Linked DNA regions of Hordeum vulgare: all the other regions are linked to region 3. The links are chromatin contacts, called in public Hi-C maps. All regions are on one chromosome and are shown on one strand. Each heading gives the region's core, a stretch centred on a gene start, on an enhancer-like site or on the middle of the called end of the contact. The rest is flanking DNA. Distances are from core to core; before and after follow the strand shown. Region 1 holds the start of LOC123398413 (protein FAR1-RELATED SEQUENCE 6-like). Region 2 holds the start of LOC123452332. Region 3 holds the start of LOC123452326.

Evidence for each region. A called contact is a pair of places that touch in the nucleus more often than the background predicts.
Region 1: a Hi-C map of leaf shows a contact between it and region 3, with 1.8 times the contacts expected there. The contact joins the promoter of LOC123398413 here to the promoter of LOC123452326 in region 3. A contact is called at or near these places in 2 of 6 Hi-C or Micro-C datasets (leaf and seedling).
Region 2: a contact with region 3 is called in a Hi-C map of seedling, with 2.0 times the contacts expected there. The contact joins the promoter of LOC123452332 here to the promoter of LOC123452326 in region 3. A contact is called at or near these places in 2 of 6 Hi-C or Micro-C datasets (leaf and seedling).

The regions. Positions count from the first base shown.
Region 1 is chr5H:530,227,628-530,231,059 of MorexV3_pseudomolecules_assembly, reverse strand. It overlaps LOC123398413 (protein FAR1-RELATED SEQUENCE 6-like), which reads right to left and starts at 1,332. Exons shown (of 6, transcript XR_006610147.1): 1 at 955-1,332; 2 at 483-747; 3 at 1-361.
Region 2 is chr5H:530,657,645-530,661,366 of MorexV3_pseudomolecules_assembly, reverse strand. LOC123452332 reads left to right here and starts at 1,830. Exons shown (of 9, transcript XM_045128972.1): 1 at 1,830-2,567; 2 at 2,671-2,766; 3 at 2,865-3,224; 4 at 3,336-3,471; 5 at 3,551-3,713. The coding sequence starts at 2,333.
Region 3 is chr5H:530,483,704-530,487,118 of MorexV3_pseudomolecules_assembly, reverse strand. It overlaps LOC123452326, which reads right to left and starts at 2,073. Exons shown (of 4, transcript XM_045128964.1): 1 at 1,566-2,073; 2 at 543-761; 3 at 1-424. The coding sequence starts at 749.

The DNA of each region.
Region 1 (3,432 bases), core at 83-2,582, 260 kb after region 3:
CTATTGTTTTTGTGGCATCATTTTCCGACTGCTCTCTGCTCAGTTTCCCACATAGAGTTTTCAGTGACCTTTTTGTGAATGGCACCTCCTTCACAGATCCAAAAAAACTGCCCACTACGCTATAAACCTTGCTAAGGCTTATATTATTCTCCCTAAGTTGTTTCACTAGGTCCCTTGTGTACCTATCTATATGTCGGTGCGACTTCCAGTGCAATTTCTCCATACAGTTAACCGACAAAGCATGGTTATGGTCTGTTTTGTGCTCGCATATGTACCAATCTTTGTCCTCCGACCTAAGCACACGCATCAGTGCTAAGCAACCACACCTCGTAGAGCGACTGTTTGTTTGCAACGGCCTACCCTGCAGAATTCTCACAAAAAACAAAAAAAAACGACATCAACAAACTTGATTTATGTGCTCTTTTTACGAATACGCTAACTATTTTGTTTTCAACGGGCGGGGGGCAGTTAATCTTGCTTACCGCACATGCACACACAAATTCCTGCGTACATTTTGTCCGATGAACATTCAGCCTGCTTTCGGCGTACCTGACGCCAAACCCACACTCCCAAGAGTACAGGTTGTAATATTCATATGCTTCTTCAACAGAATCAAAGCTAGTCCCGAGTGCCGGATTAACTACAGTATCAGCTTTGTTGTCTGTATAAGCTCGCATAGAAGCCTCCAGCGCAGGCACTCTGGTTGGGTTTGGATCCCTATCTTCCGATGTATTCCCAACCCTAACACTGCAAGTTTTATTTCCCAAAATTCACATGAACATGTTTTTTGTGCTAGGACATACATAGACAAAACTCGACGATTTTTTGAGAACAAAGGTATAATGTGCAGGGTACAAAACGCAAATTAGGACAATCCTAAGCACGCCTAGCATCGCTGCACTAATAGCTCAAAAAAAGAGTATCAACGCAGAGTTTTGGATGTGTGCTTATTACCGCCGAGTCCAGCATGAACCTTTTGAGTTGTTGACGACGACACTCTCTGCATCTCCATCTTCTCTCATAGCTTCAACAGGCGTACACAGACGAGCCGTGTCGTTAGAGTCACCAACGACCTCACTTTCAAACACATCTCGGATTTGCTCTTCACTGCTGCCATCACAAACGGCTTGAGAAATGATAGCAGCAGGTGGGCGCTCGCGGCATTCATGTATGGAAGCAATCACAAACTGGACGACATCGATCTCGTCAGCCAAAATATCACCTGCATCGATCCTAGGAACCAGCCTGCAACACGGAAATGAATATCTCCCCCAGTCAGATCTGACGAAGAAGGAAGCACCAAGCAACAACGAACAGATCGTAGTTCAGCCAACGAGCACAAAATCCCACTCTCCAAGAAATAGACCCCCCGCAACTATATACGCACGATAAGGAGAAAATTACATTGGGGGGGGGGGGGTGTAGGGGTGATATAATCTTCCTCAGCTGGATCCTGCTTGCTCGTAAAAGAACTCGAGACCATCCATGGTTCCTGCTAGCTGCATAGGGGTGCGGAGGGGTGCCTGTGGGGGGGGGGGGGGGGGGTAGGGGTAGGTGGCTGCGGGGTGTGTGAAAGGATGGGCCAAACCGGGGGTGTGTAAGAACCATCACTTTCTGGAGTAGCAGCGTCAGACGGGCCACCAAACCGAAATTAAGGCAGCACCAGTCCACCGTACTGACGGCCAGCTGCTCTTTATTTCTTCGCAAATCAGCCCATAAGGCACATTACGTTCTCGCCGATGACTTCGTGCCCCAGCCCACGTACACCGGCGGCACGTCGGAAGACGGCACCCGCGTATTTCGTTTTTTCAGACAGCGTATAAATGCAGGTATACAGCGCAGCGCAGATCTTATTGCTGGGGTGGATGGCGCGAGATTCCGGCGTGCAGGGTGCTCGGCCATCAAAACGCCGCTCTCCTAGAAAAGCACTTAAATACTCATGTATGGAAGTCTTGCTTGCTTGCTTGCTTGCATGAAGTATTTGATGATTCGTTCATCATAAATCCTACTCCCTCCGTTCCTAAATATAAGTTTTTTTTAGATATTTCACTAAAAGACTACATACCAAACAAAATAAATGAATATATACTTTAAAATATGTCTATATACACCTGTATGTAGTTTCATAGTAAAACCTCTAAAAAGACCTATATCTAGGAACGGAGGGAGTAAAAGTTACCTTCCCCTTTGGAACAACCTATGGAAGCACATACGGTCGTTCATTAAGAAAACAGCCTTCTAAGAGCAACTTTAATGGGGCGACTCATTTCGACCGCCGCCGTCCGTTTGGGTCGGCGCGGACACAAAAGTCGGTCCAACGCGCAGACCCAAACGGACGCGCGTCCACTTGGCGTTCGCCTGGCGACCCATTCCCAGCCCAATTTTAGGCCGGATTTGCGTCGGCGCGGACATAAGAAGGACGCGCGCGCGCCTACTCCTCTCCCCGGGCCCGCCGGTCGGTGGCATCCACCGTCATTTCCCCCCATCCCCCCCCCCCCCTCAAAGAACCTCCCGCCCGCGCGCGCTCCCGCCCCACGCCCGCCATGGACGGCGACCTCGACGCCGCTGCCGGCCTCACCTCGTCCGACAAAGGCAAGCCTCGCCGAAGTCGAAGAAGGTGCTGACGCCCGAACAGCGGGCAAAGGAGTCGGCCAAGAGGAAAGACCGGAGGCACGCGGCGGGAGCGAGGGATGAAGCCATCGCGGCGGCCGCCGCGCCGCAGCATGTCACCAACGCCCGCGTCGCGGCGGCAACGAGGGAGGTGCTCTACATGTTGGGGTTAAACCCTAGCCAGCATGGCCTCGTCAACGCCGTCGTGGCCGCCGCGGTCAGCACCGGCTCATCCGCCTTCCCTCGGACGCCGCTGCACGACTCGCCCGGCGCGTCGGTTTGCAACCTGGTGCCCGGCTTCCACATCTACCCGCAGGCCTCCCGCCTCTCAGGGGAGTGCTTGCCCGAGATGAGCGTGGTCGCGCCTTCCACGCCGCGCCCGCGACCATCGACCTCAATGCCACACCGATGGCCGCTGGCTCGTCAGCCGGAGGCGCGAGGAAACGCGCGCGGCAGACGCCAGCCGACCAGCTGTCGGGCGCGCGCAACCTGTTCGAAGGAATACCAGCCGCCGGCGACGACGACTACATGCAGAACATGATCTTCGAGGGTGGTGCGTAGGCCGCTGGCTTCGAGCCCGACGAGACACAAAGCCAGGATGGCCGAGGCTACAATGAAGATCAGGCCACCTTCATGCGTGATCAGGTCGGCCTGGACCTCGACGGCTTCCCTCTCGATCATGAGTTCCCAGAGGACTACGGGAGGAAGAGGACGAGTGCGACATCGAAGCGGAGCCTTTGTTTGAGGACGATCTCGCCAACCAAGCGGACGGGACGGCACGGAAGCGCAAGAGCAAGCGGACCAAGGCATACACAACGGCCG
Region 2 (3,722 bases), core at 581-3,080, 170 kb before region 3:
TTGAATGCTGATCAGGTTGGAGGGCGGCCTTTTTCAACTAGTGCCACCAGCTGTTTGCAGTGCCATTTGTTTAGCGCTTGCTGATATGTTTGATATTCCCTCCTTTTTGTGTTGTTACTTACATTGGCGTGCAAGCCATGCCCCAAGAAAAGCAGTTCATTTTATACTTTATTTAGCTTGTTTATCAAAGGAGTATAGACATAGGATCTTTGCGCAAAAATAAATAAATGATATATGATCTCTCTACATACTACTCCGTATCATATAATGCTAATCAAGGGGATGCTGTGTCTACGCAAACCATTTATGTTAACACTATAACCCCCCACTTGTCGCAAATGTAGATGCTGTCATAACTGACATTGTCTTTTAGATGAAACTTCGACCGTCATTCTATTAAGAAATATGTTTATTCAAATGAAAACAGATATACACTACATATAATGGGTATAGTATTTGCAATTTCACATTATCAATGTCGGGTGACATATATGAAATTTTGGAATCACATCAATGTTGGGTAAAACTTTTTTATAGTGACCCAAATCATAAAACGATAAGAGTAAAAAAAAGGCATAAAATGACCTACATTTTTTAATTGGAAGAATAATCTGACATATAGGTCACTTTTTGGCGACCAATGCCATGGAGTTCCCACACGTCATTGTAAGAGAAAAGAATTGTCCGATCAATTAGGAATTTTTGGAAGGAGAAACTAAACAATGAGTTCAGCAACCGAGCCTCAAGCACCTCCAGTCTACCAAGCCAAAGGCAACAAGCATAACCCAAAAGCAAAACACACCAACAAAGGCCACACGATGTCGGACACAACATCATCATCGACATCGTCCATCGTGCTCGCAATTCAGCGGTTTCGACCTCACCTTAGCATCCGAGCCGCAAAACCTCATAGCCTCAGTAGCGAGCCCAAGACCACTAAAACAGTCGACCGCAAAAGCAGCGACAAGGAAACTCGATTTTGGCAAGAAGCGAAGCTTAAAGCGCACGCGCGCACACACACCATCCATCAAAACCGCTCGCTCAAACATGATTCTTTTCTTTTTTTGAAAAAGTACAAACACAATATTTTCATCGCATGTCCGCATCGGTCGCGGTCACTTTCTTTGCATATATGCCACAGGTCGAATCTTAGGATTTTGTTTTTGCTTAGGGTGCATGTGTTTGCGGGGATTTGGAAGCAAGCCATGTCAAAACCATCAACAGGGACATGATTTTCTCACGGCATTAATTCCTTGTTCAGACAAGCCAGCCAGAGCAAACAAAAAAAAAAGAAGAAGAAGGAAACACAATGCTTCCTCCGTGACCAAGTAGACGCGCTCCCACGGTTTGACCGTCCTAAAAAACCAAACCAAACCAAACCCCTAAAAATAAAATCAAACCAAACGAAGCTGGATCGGCCAACCAAACCACTATTCCATGTTCCTCCATAAAAAAAACAGGTGAGCGGACCCGAAGCTCAGAAGCTTCATGGCCGGATTAATTAGTCCCGCCAGTGGCACTGTTGCGACGAGCAATGCTACGTAACGTTTACGTAATAGTCTGACTTGACAATAATTGATTGGATTAAGAGAAGGCGGAGGCCCATCCATCCCTGAAAATTAGGGAAGCATGTTTAGATTAGTTGAAAGATTTAGTAAACTTATTTGGTTTTAGTAGGTCTAGCATTTTCGCTGTTGCGACCCCGCTCAGGTTCGTTTCCTCGAACTCGCGTGACAGAGACCGGCCACGGCCAGTGCCCCGTACCCTCCCCTCCTACATCGAATTCTTTATCGTTGCTCGTCGATTCATATGCCGCGCCTTTGCGGAGCAAGAAAGATCGGGGGATGGATCAACACGCTTTAGGCCGGGCACGGGTCGTCTCCGGCGAGTTAACTACTCCGTATGTGGCATGCGCGTCACGTTCTCGCTCCCCTCCCCATGATTAGGATGATGCGTCTAGCGAGCTAGTAGTACAAGTAGAGGCTCCCAGGTTGCGTCCCTCGGGGTGGTGTGGTGGAGACTGCGGAATTGTATTGTTGCCGGGCGGGCTCCCGTGTCCGAGAGGAACCCCTTTTCTCCTGGCATTATCCGCTGAGGGTCTGGGATAATTGTTGGAGGGAGGTCACTGGATTCATTGATTGGGTTGGGTTGATCGTTACAGGGTAGGTAAAGCTCTTTGATTTGATCCGTCCCGTCCCTTGGGCTCTTCAAAGTGCGGTATATATCCCTCCGTCAAGCTCCAGGCCGGATTGCGTTGCTAGCTCTGCGTGGTGTGCGCTCCTTGGCCTGGTCCGTCCAGAGTTTTGCGTGCGTGCGTGCGTGCCGGGCGGCCATGGGTTCTTGCGTGTCGACCACGAGGCGGCGGCGGAGGTCCAGGAAGCTGTCGGCCACGGCGACCAGGTTCCGCCGGAAGGTGTCGTCCGCGATCGCCGGCGACGCGGCCGGCTGCTTCGCCGCGCGCCACGGGGTGCTGCATGTCGACGGCGCCGGCGCGCCGGCCTCCGGCGTCACGCTACACCTCACGCAGCTGCAGTGGCAGCACAGCCAGATGATGGACGCCGGAAACGGTGAGCGCGCCAACGGAGCCCACCACCAACGCCTCCTCTCCTTCTCCGGCCGGCGCCGAGGCCTGCTCGACCAGAGCCCTGAATCTTGTTTTTGTCTCTGCAGTGATCTGCGACGAGGCGTGGTACGACTCCGTCAGCATGCTGGGGGACTCCGCCGGCTCCGACGACGACGACAACGATTTCTCCAGCGTCAGCGGAGGTATTGTGCTTCGCCCGAGCTCGTCTTTCATGCCCCCTGCGGTGCAGCTTCAGGCTCGCGGTGCTCAGGTATCCAACCCCCTCTTTGCAAAAATCCAGATCCTCTCCCGGAGGACGTCGCCGGCGGCACGAGCGCGTCGCCGTGCAAGGCCGCGGCGTGCTTGACGGACACCGTGAGCCGGCTCCGGAGCATCGCGGACGCGGAGGCGTGCCAGGGTGACCCCCCGGAGAAAAGGGACGGCTCCGATTCTGCTCCTGCTCCTGCTGCTGGTGGCCTGAAAGAAACGCAGAGCGCGGCGTCTTGCTCGCCTCGGCCCCTCCCCGGCTCCGTCCCGAGCCACAAGGTGCAGCCGATGCCGGTCGCTGGGTTCAGCCCGCACCACCAGAGGAAGAAGTCCGCCGTCGTCAGGCTCTCCTTCCGGAGGAGATCCTATGAAGGCGATGAAATGACCGAAATGAGTGAGTCAAACATTGGAAACTTTGTCTAGTGTAGCAGATATCTCGCAATGTGTCAAAGATCTCCGTCAGTGTTAATTTCTGCTTTGCTGACGAAATTGACGATCAATTCAGCTGGCTCAGCCAAGTACCTGTACCGGCCGAGAGCGGGCCTGACGCTGCCGTGTTCGGCCGGCGAGAAGCCGTCGGAGGGCTGCTGGTCGGTGCTGGAGCCGTCGGCGTTCAGGGTCAGAGGGGAGGGTTTCTTCAAGTAAGAAGCAGTGCCATTGATTCGCCGTGCATTTCGTCTGTCAGTTATGCCTGACTGAAGATTATGAAATTTCTTGCAGGGACAAGAGGAAATCCCCAGCCCCAAACTGCTCCCCGTACACCCCGATCGGAGCAGACATGTTTGCCTGCCCAAGGAAGGTGCACCACATCGCGCAGCACATCGCGCTCCCCTCGCTGAAGCCCCATGACTCTTTCCCTTCGCTCCTCATTGTCAACATTCAGGTAATTCAC
Region 3 (3,415 bases), core at 824-3,323:
GACCGAACATCCCCAAGCCTTGCGCTCTAGCTAATGCGACACCAGCATCATTCGGATGTTTTGTATCCGGTGATACACCAAGGAAATCTATAGGCTTACTGTCCGATGCATGGTCATCTTCAACATAATGCTCAGCTCCGAGCTCAAGGTCAAACCTGCCTTGTTTGGTGGGTAAAGTAGCATCACTTGAGGGAAATCCATTCGGCGAGGACTGGACACTGCCTTCCCTAGGGAACTTCGACGAGTGGCTTTTCTCATTGTTCAGAGCAGCAGTACCAATCATGTTGGCACCATGTGGTGGAATTTGTGATGGTGAATTTCTCTGTGACGCATCTTCCAGTGTCGAGCATGCATGCATTTCTCTGCTCTGATGCTGCTTCATCAGGTCTCTCTGTACTCTGTAAACCCGATGCAATTCATACACCTGGACAGCAAGAGAGTTGTTGTCAAGCCCAGAAAACACGGAGGACATCAAAGGGAAAACTGAAATCATCTAGTGTGTTGCTGCATTGACGTTTAACCAATTGAGGAAATGTATGTACCTGCTGTCTAAACACAGCCTCATGCGCCAGCATTGTGCGCCTGAACATCTCTTTATCATACTCCGAATAACCAGCCGCCTCAGCAGTCACGAAGCCGTTCGACGTCTCCTCCTCGTACGGAAACCTCCAGCCATTTGCGCTCGCGTGGAGATCGCCCATGGCACAATGCGCAGGTTTGTAGCCCTCAACCTCTACCTTCGCTCCCATTGCTGTTGCGATCTGCACAACAGGACATCCAATCAAAGGCGAATTACATACATAAAGCAGAGCAAGAAATGATAACGCTTTTGTCGAGAACCAGCGTCAGTTATGCGAAAAGAAAAACACGCATTATTCATCGCTTTGACAAAGAGCAGAAAAGGCGATGAGTGATGAGCGACCGCCCCTTTTTCCCTGGTATAAAGTTAAAAATGATGGCGGTCGAGCCTACACGGCAGAGGATGACGAAAAGCTCAAGGCAGATGATCATACAGATTTATTCATTAGCAAAAGCGTTAATAATTTGGGGATAATTGGTTTAAGTAGATACTGTATTATTATCCCAAGAAACAAGGGAGATAATGAAGGAGATATTATTATCCCCTGGCTGGCTGTTTGGACGTCAACTGCGTAGGGAAGGGGGAAGAATAAAGGAGATGCGACAAGTCAACCCTCCACAGTCCAACCATGTCGATTCTACTGAATCCTGCTCTGCTAAGAACCGATTCGTTCAAGAGAAGCATAATTCATCTGCAGCAGCAGCATCAAACGCGGATTAACAATAAGAGAAGGAAAAAACTACAGCAGTACTGGGCAGATGTAATCGCTCGGCCGCTCGCGGCAGCGTATCCGACCGAAAGTTTGAGGCAGGAACCAAATCGAACGGCAACCCCAACCACGACGAGAAGAGGTGGCCTTCCTCCAAAAGATTTTACCGAAAACAGGCGACGGAGAAAACCATTAAAAAGACCCAGGAGCGGACGGGGAAGATGGCATCTTTGCCACAACAACCAAGCCAGGCCGGAATTAACTTGAGATTTTTACCTCGGGCTCAGAGATCCTTCTTGGCGCCGACCCGCAGCCGATGGGAACCGGCGGCCCGCAGCGGCGGCCGAACGACGAGCATGGGCCGGAGACGCGAAGAGCGCGTCCGGCACCCCCACTCCCCAGACTCCCACCACGCAAGAACCCGGGAGGAGGAGGAAGAGGCGGCGACCAATGAAGGAATTCTCCGGCGGGGACGCGAGGAATCGCGGCGTGTCTGGGCGGGGAGGGGAGTCGGGGCCTGGATTCGATGGGCCAGGGGCGGAGGGAGGGAGGGAGGAGGACTGGAGGGGGGGCTCCGCTCGGAACTGGTGGGTTCTTGTCTTGGGCGAAGCGGAAGGCCCCCGAACCCGAATGGCTGCGCTCTGCCTCTCCTCTCCTCTCCTCTCCTCTTCGCCGCCTGATTATATTTCTTTCCTTTTGGATGGATCGGCGGGGCGCGGTTGGGCTCGGTCACTCCTCATGTCATGTGAGGGCTGCGATGTGGGCCCCCCCCCATCTCTCTCCTCGCAGGAAGGGGATGGATGGAATGGAACCAGCTTGCTGCTTCCTCTCTCTAAAAACTAGCGCAAAGGACGAACAGCAGATTTGTTGACATCCCGGTTGGTCCTTCTCTTTTATTCTCTCTCTCTACCTTTCTCTCTCCTCGTGATGCTCTTTCCCTCCCACCTAATCCCTCCCTCTTTTTCTCACAAAAAAAAACTTTCTCACTCGTCTAGAAAAAATCTTCCCCTCTCTCTCTCACCTGCGGAGGGTGGCGTCCCTTTCGGAGACGTGTGCGCGCGCGATCTTGGTTGCTGTTAAGTTGTGGAGTGCTTGTTACTCCATTAAGCATTAATTAAGAATCTCATGCCCCTGTCTCTCCAAGATGTGGATTGGGGCTTAGTAGGAGAGAGAGAGAGTGCGTCTGACAAAGTGGCCCCACCCCTGGTGGAGGAGAGAGAAACATCTTCAAGTAGTACTACTGTCACGGTGATGGTTATGTAGTACTTGAATAGGACCAGGCAGTACCAAACCTGCTTTAGTTTCCAAAATTTATGGAGCGGATCCACATAATTGGCCACACCACCGCTGATTTCTACAACTACTGTAGTACTCCAATTACTAGAGTAAGTATGACTGATCTACTGAATACTCCAGTAGTTAGTGAATACCACTCCCTGCCGGGATATACTACGAACAATCCAGGGGAGGAAGGGAGGGATTGCTGTGGGCGCCAAAGGTGGTAGAGTACGGTACGGCCTACGGTATTCATTCATTCATTCATTTTTGCACATACTTTGGGGGTGCATAGGTCGTTGTGCGGGCCGGGCCGGGCCGGCATGGGCAATGGGCATGGTCTTCCAAATTCAATGTGGCCGTAGGGTGCAGGAGCAGCAGGAGCAGGTGCAGACCCAAGTGGCCGGCCAGTGCCAGATGACCGTCGCCGGCGACACGGTAGGGTAGTAGACCGCTACGGTTGTTGACACGGTGCTGCTACTGGTGTACTACGTACCAGTGTCAAAAGCATAGCACAGGGTTCGGCACCAATATTTACTCATGCCGGTTTTTTTTCTTCTTTTGTTGAACTACTCATGCCGTTACTAGCTTGCTGGCCAGCGGTTTGAGGCTTGAACGGTGTCGTCCTTGCGTGGAATTGGGCAGGATTCACACACCGTGCCTCCGTTTTACTTTATCCGTCTCAAAGTTTTTGTCTTAGATTTTTTTAGATGTAAATGCATCTAGATACTAAAACGTAAGGAGATGAACAAATCTAAGAAAATAATTTTAGAACTGAGGAAGAATTTATTTGTGCGTACGGGCTGGTTGTGTATTGCAGTTCCAGTACGGTCGGTGGTGCCGGTCGTAAT